Linked DNA regions of Mus musculus: region 2 is linked to region 1. A link is a contact called in public HiChIP or PLAC-seq data. All regions are on one chromosome and are shown on one strand. The core of a region is the stretch at or near the end of the contact, and the rest is flanking DNA. Distances in the headings are between cores, read along the strand shown.

Region 1 (6,446 bases), core at 2,407-4,906:
AAAGTTGTGATGCCAGGCACTAGGAGCAGACAAGTGACTGCAGGTGCATGTGGATGAGGGGAAGGCATTGGGGACCTGGTGCAGTTTGTCACAGGCCTCTGAATGGCTTCTGGCAGTATGTCTTCAGGGCCACAACAGGCAGGCACTGTTGCACCCACTCACACATTCACTGGGTATCTGCCAAACGACAAGCTTCCTTTGTGCATGCTGATGGCACTCTAAGTGTTAACTTGTCCTGAATCCTTAGTCCCAATGTGTCCCAAGAACCAGTACTCTGCCCATAACCTACGACCCAGAAATCCTATTCCTTGGGAACCATCTGAGGTACATTCTTGCCCGTATCTCTGCACCAAAGGATGCTCAAGACAACAGCGAAATGTCAGTAAGGCCAGGGAGGCTCCTCCGTCTGCAGGGTGCTTACAGGCCACCTGAAATATCAGGATCAAAGAACAAGTGACTGATTTCACTGACTTATAAAGCTGGGAGGTGGTCATACCAGAAAATGCATGCATTCAGGTATCAATTATATTGTCATCCATATCCCCATTAACTCATTAAGCCTTGTGCTGGCCCCAGATGTGTACAAAGGAAGATACTTCAGCCTGGCCACTTTGCCTTACATGCTAATAATTCTGCCCCCAATACACATACATATGCATGTGTACACATCTGTTGTATTCTCTCTCTCTCTCTCTTTCTCTCTCTCTCTCTCTCTCTCTCTCTCTCTCTCTCTCTCTCTCTCTCCCTCCCTCCCTCCCTCCCTCCCTCCCTCCCTCTGTCCCTCCTTCCCTCTCTACACACAAACACACACACACACAGTCTCTCTGTCCTAGTACCTCATGCTTGGTCTTTTACAGGCCAAGCAAGCCAATCCGAACCACTCTCTGGATCTCCTCTTTCTCACCTGTAAAGTGGACAAAAGCCACTGCCATCAACTCCCCAGGCTTTGTAAGTATTTTTGTCAAGCAGCTTGGCACACCTTCAATTTTTGGATAGAGACTGGTTAAACAATCCTCAGGCACCTTTCCTACTCTAAAATATCACACAGGCCTTTCTTGCCTTCTGGTTCTGTTAGAGAGCAGCAAATAATGATGCGTTGAGACATTTGCCCAGCATAAGGAGAAGAGCTCCTTTGCCATGAAACTGGCCTTTTCCTCCCCTCTCGATTTGCTCTGCTATTGTAATATCTCTCTAGTATTTGTTGATGAACTTATAAGTAGAGGAACACAGGCCATTCACAGTTAATGCCACAACAATCACACCAGTGTTAGCTTCCCTCAAAACCATCAGCAACAGGAACACTGAAGTAAGGAAGGAGGAGATTCAGGACTGGAAGGGTACGCTTTCAGATGGCTGGATATCAAGCTAGCAAGAGGCCTTAAAAGCTCATCTTACCCTTGCACTCAGATTTAAAGTTGCCTTTCAAATGCCCCCAGGAAATAACTGTCCAGCCTTCATCTGAATGCCCCATGGTGAGGGACTCACTACCTAGTGGAGAATTAACTGGATGATTTTTCTAACTGATCTGGAAATCCAGAGTTCAAGGAAACTGTCCCACTAGTCCTAATTCAACCCATCAGAAACAAAATTGCAGGTCAGTGTCTATTTCCCAGGATACCCCAGGGCACAGAGGTCACCCGCCTTTCCCCCTCCACACCAAAAGACTTTTCTAAGTGTTATTAATCTTTCATTCAAATAAGGTTTCTGTCCCAAAGACATTTCTTGGGTGCATGGACACTTATATGTGACCCTCTTACAGTTGACTCAAACATAGAAAGAGTTGAGTTGGTCATCAGGCTAAGGCAGACACACTTCAGGATCATCCCAAGGTCACAGATGACCAGGGAACCTATGCATACCTGAAGTGGTCATCACTTCTCTGACAGCCATCGAAGACCTTGCAGGGATTCAAGGAGAATGAAATGTAAACATCTGACATGAGGGAGTAATAAAAATGGCCGTGGAAGAGTTGAAGTCTCTGTGGGGGAAGTTGGCTAGTATGCCACTCACTGCCATTATGGAGGTGCAAGAACATAGGAGAATGTGTTGAAACTTTGAACACATCCCAGTAAAACAAGATACAAATTCGTTTCTGCTGCAAACATTTCTAAAGGCCCATGACCAGAATCCTGCTGGAGCCCTGGAAAAAAGGCCTTGCCCCATTCACCCTCCTCTCTGATAGCATAAGGGTGATGACCCTCTGTGGTGTCTCAGGACCAGTGTTGAGGAAAAGCTCCAGGAGATAGAAACAAGCTAAGATATCAAATGCCTGGCCACTTCCCTTGTTAAGGAATCAATCACTCCTAGTACCTTCTCTTGGCACGTTAAGAAATGGAAGCCCTCTGGGTACAACCCTTAGCTGAGGGCATCCACCATAAGGAAACTGTATAAAAGAAAGAGTATAAGTCAGAGCTGAGCCCACACATAGCTGATCACTAACCTCCAAGTAGCTTCTGTCTCTAACAGATCAGAACCCTGCAGAAGAACTTCCTAGGGTAAGGTGGACTAATCCAAAAGGGATCTTTGGTTTTCTAGCCTTTCCCCAGACGCATGTCAGTAAGAGGAGCCAGAATGACCCATGTAGACAAAGAAGTGCCAACACAGAGCAAAGTGTCTGAAGGATGGTGATAGTGATGTCTGGGGACATCCCACATGCCAGAGAAGCACGTCTGCCTGTTACCGCCGAGTCTGTCTACACACAAACCAATCCAAGTTAAACTTCATTGAAGGAGACATGAAACCCTGGTCTGCTATAGAGCATGATATTCAGAAGCAAACAGACTAAGGTACCTCTCTGGTCTCAGGGATGGACAACAGCATGCTCAAATAGGAACAACAAAAAAAAAAAAAACCTAAATTCAGAGCAAGAAGGCAAAGCCCCTTGCCCATCAATACCAAATCAAAAAGAGGCTCTTCTTCCTACCTCCATTCCCCCATGGTCCTTTTCACCCCACCAGAGGCTGGCACATCCCAAACAGCTCTAAAAACCAACTCCAGTGGGCTCTGATGATGGCTACTGTGTCACAGTGCTCTCTGCCTTCTTGGACAGCTCCTAAGAAGCAATCAGGTACATACTAGAGATTTCATTTCCCCTGAGGCTAAAGAAAAGTTTGTTTTCCTTCATATCAGAGGCTCCCCAAAGGTCTTCAACAGGAAGCTGGCCAGGGATGCCAGGAGCACTATAGCTAGCTCTCATGCTCCCTCGTTCCTCACTGGAACCTCTGACCCTCCAACACAGGCAGCTGAGAAAACTGGGCCTTACCTGCTAGGATGATGTTCAAGGGATCCAGCCTGGGCTTGTGTCCTGGGATCAGAACTACTGGAAGCAGGGTTCAGGGAAGATCCCAGTCTCAGGCAGTCCCCTTCTGGGATTCCCCTGTAGCATACAGACACCCTGCCTGCCACTGAAAGAAGTCCTAAAATGTGGGAGTCTTCCCCTAGACCATGGGTCCAGAAACAGAGCTAGCTTTCAAGGCAGCAGTTGGAGGGAAAAGCTGAAAGTTACAGAGAAGAATGGCAAGTGTGTGAGAGAGGGCAAAGCAGAAAAGGGCCAAGCGGGTCCTCAGGGAGAAGCCACAGCCCTCTCCAGCCTGTGCTGTCCAGGAACAAAGCTGCCCTAGGCCTCCCCAGGGGCTCACTGGCCGGTCTCTGGGTTTCCCCGGCTAAGAGCTCCCGGCACAGGGGAGGAGCCGGGAGTGGGCGGGGTCGTGAACACGGGCTGGGGCGGGGCTAGAGGGGGAGGGCTCAGCCTTAGTCCCTTTGGGTGTCTAGAGGGCGGGGCCTAGGCTGATGGAGATCCGTGACCCTAGAGGATACACTCTGAAGGAGGTCAGGGCCACGACAGAGAAGGGGAGGAGGCAGGCGGCTGTGCAAATAAAGGTTTTGATGTGCTAGAGTCAGAGAGGCCTTGAGAAGCCCAGGAAAGCTTGAACAACTATCCAGTTAAGGACTTCACACTAGATATTTTGGTCCCTTTACAGAGAGCTCTGAAATAACCCACCGAGTTTAGAGGCAGCTGTTTGGGACCAGTTTGGAAAGTTTGTAGCACAGGGTTGGGGGAGGGGGCGTGTGTGCACAGTGCCCCTTGTCCAGTCCTCACACTTCTTGCTGAAACAGAAACATAAATACACTTAGCAGTGCCAGGGACTCTTTGCACGGGTAGCCAGCCCTCTTTAGGAAACTCTCACTGGAGCCTTGGGATAACCAAGGGCTATGACTCTGTTGTCCATCTCGGAGGAGAGAAAGAGCTTTGATCATCCACCAGTCCAGTGTCTCCATCAAGGCAGGGAGGGAGTCCAGGTAGGATTGCTGAGGTCACCAAGGGAAGAGCAGGAGCAGGTGCTGGCCCCGGATGAATGCCCTTCGACTTTTTCTTTCTGAGCACTGTTCCTAAAAATGGGCCAGGCAGGGTATTTTGAAATGGGCAAGATGAGAACATTGCTTAATTGGCAAAGTCCCTCCCACCCTACACTCAATCAGTCTCCTAAGCTGCAGACTGTCTTTATTTGGCTGCCTGTGTAGCAACATTTATAAACAGACACAACCAGGCTCCTCTGTGACCAAGGGACTCACAACAGCGCTCCACACCCTTTCCTTTTTCTGCTGTATGTTTCATCTACCCCTGTGGCAGTGTTAGGTGCTGGCTAAGTGGACCAGAGTCTGGGACAGAGTTGACAAGGTGACTAACTCTGTAGGCTTACTCACAACCTGGGGGATGGGGGAGGGGGGGGATGAGAATGACATAAGCCACTGTGTCTCCCATCCAGGTGGAAAGGGACAATGATAACCAGGTCAGAGATGTGTTGGGGCTTGTCCTGCTTTAGATATGGTAGTGAAGGGTAGACAAACTAGGAAAGTCTGTTGGGCAGCTGGGACAGCCAGCGCAAAAGTCCACCGAAAACGGACTTGGCAGCCATAATGGGGTTTCCCAAATGGCTTTTCCAGTCTGGTATCTCTCTTGATAAACCTGTCCGAGTGGTGAGGACAGAACCCACCCTCATTATGAATCCCTGCACTGCAGATTTCCCATGGCCCAGCAATATCCCGTTTCCCATTTCTCACTGTTTCTGCATAGCACTCCTGAGATCAGCTGGTGGGCGGGACTCCCAGCCTCCCAGCCCATACTGTTATCCGGGTAGTGCTCCCTCCCCTGATTTGCAATTTCATTTTTATTTTACTTAACACACATTCATTGTACAGTTTTGAAGGATACGGTGTGAGGTTCCTCCAACATTTATACTCTGCTATTCCTCCCAAGATACCAGACGAACATCTCCATCAGTAGAAGAACCCTGCAAGCCTGTGTAGATGCTAGGGTTCCAGTGCCCCCAGTGGGAGAACCCTGCAAGCTCCTGCAGATGTTAGGGATCCAGAAGAGAGGCAGGACTGCCACTCACATCAGCCCTGCTACAGTGGTCTGAGGCCAACTGTCTGCGTGGAAATAGTTCATGGCTTTGATAGGAGCAGCTCTACCACAGGGCACAGACACAGAGGCAACTGCTCTTTTTTTCTCACTGCTTCGATGTGAGGCCATCAAGCCAGACAGAGGCAGTGGGTAGTGAGCAGGTCGCTTCCAAAAGTACCTAATCTCACTTTCTTCTCTTGCTTTAAACCACTTCTCTGCCAGGATGATAAAACCCACAAACATCTGAGATGTGCTAAACGGGAATAGAAAAAATCTGTATACGGGTCACCATGCCCACAGATACAAGGATATGCACTTAACACAGAGTAAGAAAATGTCTCCCCTGGGACATATTTTGTTGTTGTTTCTTTCAATCGCTGTGATAATTTACATGAACAATAAATGAAGCAGACAGGGTTCAGGAATCACTCGTCACAGTCTGTTTTCTCGGTTGCTAAAATTCCTTCCCAGAGTAGGGGTAGAGTGAACACAATGACCCCTCTACCTGAGGTCCCATCAACAGGCTAAACTACAGTTCCACCCAGTTCACCCTGGAGAACCTACCAATTCATTGGTGTTGCATATAAAGCACAGGTGAGGAAGATCCTAAGAAGAGCATAGGCAACCCCAAAGCAGGCTCACTGGGAAGTCTTAACCCAGTGTAGGTGATGGCTCCCCCATAGCTATGTAGGTAGAACCCCTGTCTCCCAATCCTCCCCAGGCAAACTATAGTCCCTAGCCTAGACCCAGAGACCCAGTGCAACTATGGCAACACTGCATACAATGGCTGGAACCTGAGATGAGGGTCCAGTAACCCTTCTCCTCCTCCGAGGGAAGATCAATGTTGCCCACAGGACAATCATTATGGACACTGTAGATGCAGCCGATTTCATGAAGACAGTAGCAATTTAACCTGGAGAAAAGTACCTTACATCCTTGAAGCATCTTGTATTTCATATTCAAATAAAAGCTCCCGTGTATCTACCTATCTCATCCTCTGGATCAGGGATCCCAAAGGTGGCTGTGAGTCACTGGCCCTGCT
Region 2 (5,850 bases), core at 2,947-5,446, 510 kb after region 1:
ATGTGTATGTGCATATGTGTATATGTATGTATATGCATATGTATATGACTATGCATGTGTATGTGCATGCATATGAGTATATATGAATGTATATGTATGCTTATGTGTCTGCCTACATGTAAATGTGCATACAAGTGGGTAAATGTATGTATATATGTATGTATGTTTGTGTGTATACCTATACATGTGTATCTGCATGCATATGACTGTATATATGAATGTATCTGTAACTGTGTGTCTGACTACAAGTGTGTGCTTGCATGTATGCAAATGTGCATGCAAGTAGGTATGTTTATTTATGTATGTATGTGTTTATGTACATGTACATGTGTATGTATGCATTGAGTGTGTATATATGCAAGTGCATACATATGTGCATGCATGTGAGAGTGTGTGTGTCTGTCTGTGCATGTGTGTAAATGTATGTATGCATGCATATGAATATGCATGAGAATGTGGATGTATGTATGTGTATGTGAGCACACGTATGTACTTGTGTGTGTTTTCAACCTTTCAAAAATCAGTAAAAAACCCAATAAAAGAAATTAGAGAAATCATCATTTTCCTCTTTCCCAAGTGGCCCTGATCCTGTACTGATGGCAGCATCCTTCTCTAGGGGCCAGGACAGCAGTTGCACTTGCTCCTCTTCTGTCTACACCATTTTCTTTGGAGTTTCAAACATTGGACGCTTATGTCCAGAACTGCCAGTCATATCAATGGTTAGTGCAAGCTACCTCAAGCTCAATTACTGTTTTGTTCTATTTGGTTTTTTAAGAAATGTGGCAACATGACAACGCTTGTTTTTAACAAACCCAGCCCTCTCACAGTGTCGCCCACCTCTATGGAGTAGTCAACAGTTTTCTATGCTGATTTTGCCACAGGGAACTAGCCTGAAAACCAAAGTCTCTGTTCCAGACCTAGATCACAAAAGGCACGTTAAGGGCACCATGAGATTTCTCACCCCTCTCTCTCTGTCACAGGCAATATTCTCGCCTTCCAGAAAATATACCTGTCCCCAGAACACATCCATATATCACCACCACAGTTCAAAGACAGAAATGATGCAGTGACCAGTGGCCTCTCTTCCAACCTGGAAATGCCACAGGGTGGGGGTGGGGGCTTTGGGGCCAGCAGGGCCAGCATGTCCTTTATGTTATATGAGTAACATAAAGGGGATGCCTTTTCCCCCAGACATGAAAACTTACACTGATTTAGTGCATATTTAAATAAAGCAACCCTCAAAAAGTCTTTCAAACAAGAAGGAAAGACAGGTTGTCCCAGGCTGGTGCTTCCTGTTGCATATGGCTGGCACCCTCAAATCCTCTGTACCCACCCCCTACCCCAACAGCACAGAGCTTTTCAGATTTAAAAAAAATTGTTTTAATTAAAAATGCATGGGAAAATTCGAGGGGAGATCCAGAAAAGGAAATAAGTGAAGAGGGTTTTTTATCAGGACACAGGGGCACACATTTGAGTCCACATTCTGATTCTCACAGATCCAAAGAGATGGACCAAGGTATTGTGCCAAGACAGGGCAAATGACCAGCCAGAGACACCATTCTGCCTCCTGCCAGAAGGGTATTTACCACACCCCCTGGGATAAAGTCTGGCCTTCCCATTCCCACAGGTTTCCATGTGCAAATCCAGGGGTGTCTCCCAACCACCAGCTTCAGTGGGAATGCAGTCATAGGGATCCATCCACCAGAGATTGATCTCTGAACCGTAACCTGTGTGAATCAGGGAAGCTACATACAGGCAGTCTCATCTTGTACTAGATGGACTCTTTCCCAGAAAGGGTTAAACTCCCCCAGTTTTCAAACAACACCCAGACTCCTCTGGTCCGCAGTCCCAGTCCACAAGGGCAAACAAGCACTGCCACATCCAACCCACCAGGACCGCATTGCAGGTCACCTGCTGCCACCCCCACCCCAACCATAGAAGAGAAAACTCTTCTCTCAGGACCTAACACTCTCAGCAACCCAAAAGAAGGATATTGGGTGCTGAAATCTCAAAAGGTCCCCAGGTGAGGAAGGACCAGTACCACCCCCTCCTACATACAGCTCTATAAACAACCTCCTGTCACCTTAATGTCCCACCAGCTTTGTCCCAAATTCCCCAAGAGATAGTAAGTTTAAGGCTTGGAACCCACTCAGGGAAGCGCAGCCAACACTGGGGCGTTAGGTGGGTGGGTGTTCGGCTGTGGGATTATTCTTAGCGCTCCACTCTTCGCAAAAGTGGCGCCTCCACCCTCAAGACAACAGCACTGACTCTGAGAGTTCCCAAGCCTGGCCCAAACACCAGAGCAGTCTGGGGCACCAGATAGGGTCCCCTGGAAGAGTGAGGTCATGCCCCTGAGGGATGAGACACTGAAACAGGGTCTGTCTTAAACCTGGGAAGCCCCCACCCCCACCTCAGCATTGCTTCGTGTGCGCTACATCTCCTAGACCCCTCCCGTGTCTCCCTCGAGCCCGGTGGCGGCACACCCATTCCTTACCGATAGTTGTGATGACAGTGATGGCGAAGTAGAAGGAACCGGCGAATTTCCACTGGACACCAGCGCGGTGGGGCTCAGACTGCAGGATTACCAGCTCCAGCTGCTGGTAGTCATCGGAGCTGATGTTGTACTTGCCTCTGAGACGGACTTCTTCGGCTTTAAGTTTCTCCTCCTCGCGCATCTCATGGTCCGACTCGAGGGCGTCGAACACCGCGGCACCGACCAGCAGGTAGGTGAAGGTACAGGCGATCAAGGACAGGGTACGCACGTTCTGCCGCTTCATGGCCGCGAAGAAGGAGATGCTAAAGGGAAGTTGGACCAGACCACGAGAATCCCAATGCAGCGCGGCGCTGACCAAGCCTCCTCTACGATGGAGTCGAAGTTGCAAGCGGTGGTAGCAGCAGATGCCACAGCTGATGTTGGAAATTTCGGTCTCCTCTTGGGCATCATCACTTTCACGAACTTCACCACCACCTGAAGGCTGAGGGGTCTCCCCGGGTGCCGCGGGCTCCTGGGACTCAACGACCTCACCGGGCTCCCCGGACTCTGCGGATTCTGCGGGACCAGCGGACGCCCCGGGCTCGGCAGGCTCGGCTTCCTCTGCGGGCGCAGCGGGTTCCGCGGGCGCAGCGGGTTCCGCGGGCGCAGCGGGTTCCGCCGGCTCAGCGGGTTCCGCGGGCTCAGCGGGTTCCGCGGGCTCAGCGGGTTCCGCGGGCGCAGCGGGTTCCGCGGGCGCAGCGGGTTCCGTGGGCGCAGCGGGTTCCGCCGGCGCAGCGGGTTCCGCGGGCACAGCGGGCTCTTCGGGAGCACCCAGTGCAACGGATTCCGCGTACACAGGGGGGTCCGCGGGCGTGGTGATCACCACCGGGGCGCGCGAAATGGTGGACATGTTGATGACATTGCTTTGGCGCGGAGGCCAGCGATCCTGAACCCGGGACACCCTATGCCAGGCCTGGGTCAAGCGGTTTGCCCCAGTGCGGATGGTTGTGCGGATGGATGGCCCAAGCTCGTTCCGCGCGGGCTGTCTGGTCCTGGGCACCTCGCCCCTCGAGCCTGCGGGCTCGGTTGGGGCAGGATCGGTAGCCGGGACAGAGGGAGACCCGGGGAGGGGTTCCCCATCCCTGATGCGTTCCCCGGCTAGCGGGGCCCAGCTAATCGCCTCCAGTGTGGCGGTTGCCCCGCGGGGACCTGCTTCTCCCTCTAGCTTTCTTCACCCCCTTTGGGTTGGGGGAAATAGAAAGTTTGCTAAGTGAAGGAGTCTCTAGAATCCCTGCAAGCAGGGATAAAGTCTATCTAGCAGGGGCAACGGGCGAGGAAACCCGATGCCCCAAGATCCGAAAGCCCCGTGCCCACCTGGGCGCGCGGGGCACGCGGGGTGCCCGCCGCGCGACAGCCGATCTGCGAAGTTTGTTCTGCTCAGCCTCTGAAGCTCAGGAACACGACGAAGCCCAAGACAGGAGCCGCGACGGAGCTACCTCGGGGACGAAGAGGGAACTGCGCGGCAGCGGCCGGCCAGCCAGCTCCTCGCCGGGTGGCGGGCGAGGTGGCGGCGGCGGCGGGAGGGGTCCCGCAGCCCTGGAGGAACTGAAGGGTAGGGATGGGGACAGGCAAAGGCGCATCAGCTGCCCGAGGATCCTAAGACTCTGGCGTCCAGGAGTCCAGAGAGGCAGCCGCCGCTCTGGTCTGCCTGAGGCGCTGTGCGTGCGCGCCGGAGGGAGCCCGAGTGTATGTATTCGCGGGTGTGCGTGCGCGCGTGTTTGCGTTTGACGGCCCCGCTCCGGCGGGAGGGAGGGGGGCAGGCTACTCCGAGGACCGGCTTCCCTCCCTCCTCTCTTTTCTCCCTCCCTCCCTCCCTCCTGCAGCCTCTGGGTCGCGCCACCTCCCGCCTGGTCCCCAGCCAGCTGGTGAGGCGGCAGTGGCAGCTCCTGCAGCAGACCTGGTACTGCGCAGGGTGCACATGAAGGAGCCCAGGAGTGATGGCCAGAGAGAGAGAAAAGGAAAGGGGTTGAACTAGGTGCTGCTAGGGTTCGGGGATGGGAGGCCAGCTGCTAGAGGGTTTGAGATGGGGATGAAGTGGCTTCCTTCTGAAAAAGTACTGCTCCCCTAAGAGCGCACCCAACCTTGGCAAAGTGAAGAGAGAGTTTGAGGGCCCTGCAGCTGGGGATGAAAAACGAATTTGACCAGTGGAGACAGATTAACCTTTTATGGGGGAAAACAACAACAACAACAAAAACCGGGAGAGTTGGAAATAGAAAAGGAAGGGGCTATGAGCCCTGGAGAGTGCAACAGCAGTGGCCACACGCTCCCCCTTGTAACACACACACACACACACACACACACACACACACACACACGTCCAGCTGCAGCAGCCACCTGGCTCAGCAGCGCCCTACTGGATACTGCCTTCTAGATTGTTGGGGTTTTGACAGCCACCTTAGTTCGGATAGTGGCTGTGTCCCGGGTGGTCTTGCACCTGCTACCCCCCTTCCCCGCTACTTTTCCCTAGAGATCTCGCAGACCACCACTTTTAAGAGTTACACCTCAAGAAAGGATGGACAGGAATTCTCATTTCCCCTCTCCAGCAGTAGCCTCCCCGCCCCCACCCCCCATCCCCACTTCCCCCAGTGCGCGCGCTTCTTCACTGTTCATTTCTTGATTCCTCTGCTGAGGAGCAGAGTGCAGGAACTTCCCCCCCCCCCGCGCGCGCTCCCCCGGCGAGGCACCCTCCAGGTTAAGGCTTGGAAATAGAACAGGAGGATCTGGCCAGGGAGCTACTAGCCTTTGAGTTTAAGGAAGAAGCCAGGATTCCTGTTTAGGTCTTCTGGGTTCCCCACCCACCCATCCTCTTTAGGTTGCCCAGAGGTTTTCTTGCTCACAAAGCTCCCCTAGAGCAGTGCTGCTGCGGACTGGGACAGACAGAATCACGCTTTTGAGACCCCGGGCTTTGGTTTCCTCGACCAGGCTATCTTCTCTGTCCCTAGCCATGGACGCTGATGAAGAGATCTGGTGACCACCAAGCAACAGCTAAAAGGCGGGAGCTAGAAGCTGTCCATGGAGATAGGAGCAGCCTGTGAATCGTCCCCAGCTGTTGAAAGAGTTCGGAGACTTAGAAACCCTGTGTTCTTCAGCTTCCTAGACCATGCCCCAGCCTCTGTCTACCCAGACGCATAGCCCGATGGACTAGGGGCTTCATGTATGCTCCCAGGTAAAATTTAAAGGATCATGAGTGCACCACAGGGCAGGGGCATCGGGCGCTGTGAGCTATTCCTGAACAGTCAAGTCTCCGTGTGGTCTTCCTGGTACCCGGATGGGGAGCTCCACCTGATCAGGTGCGCTCCCCAAAATTCATTTTGGAA

Evidence for each region. HiChIP or PLAC-seq counts read pairs in DNA pulled down with a chosen protein or histone mark.
Region 2: an H3K4me3 HiChIP or PLAC-seq map of forebrain shows a contact between it and region 1, with 4 times the contacts expected there. The contact joins the promoter of Kcnk9 here to the promoter of Col22a1 in region 1. A contact is called at or near these places in 1 of 39 promoter capture datasets (stem cell-derived epiblast-like cells) and 2 of 115 datasets of contacts at active chromatin or transcription factors (embryonic forebrain and forebrain).

Annotation. Positions count from the first base shown.
Region 1 is chr15:72,030,571-72,037,016 of GRCm38.p6, forward strand. Col22a1 (collagen, type XXII, alpha 1) reads right to left here and starts at 3,657. Exons shown (of 64, transcript NM_027174.1): 1 at 3,263-3,657.
Region 2 is chr15:72,543,503-72,549,352 of GRCm38.p6, forward strand. It overlaps Kcnk9 (potassium channel, subfamily K, member 9), which reads right to left and starts at 4,197. Exons shown (of 2, transcript NM_001033876.2): 1 at 2,495-4,197. The coding sequence starts at 2,777.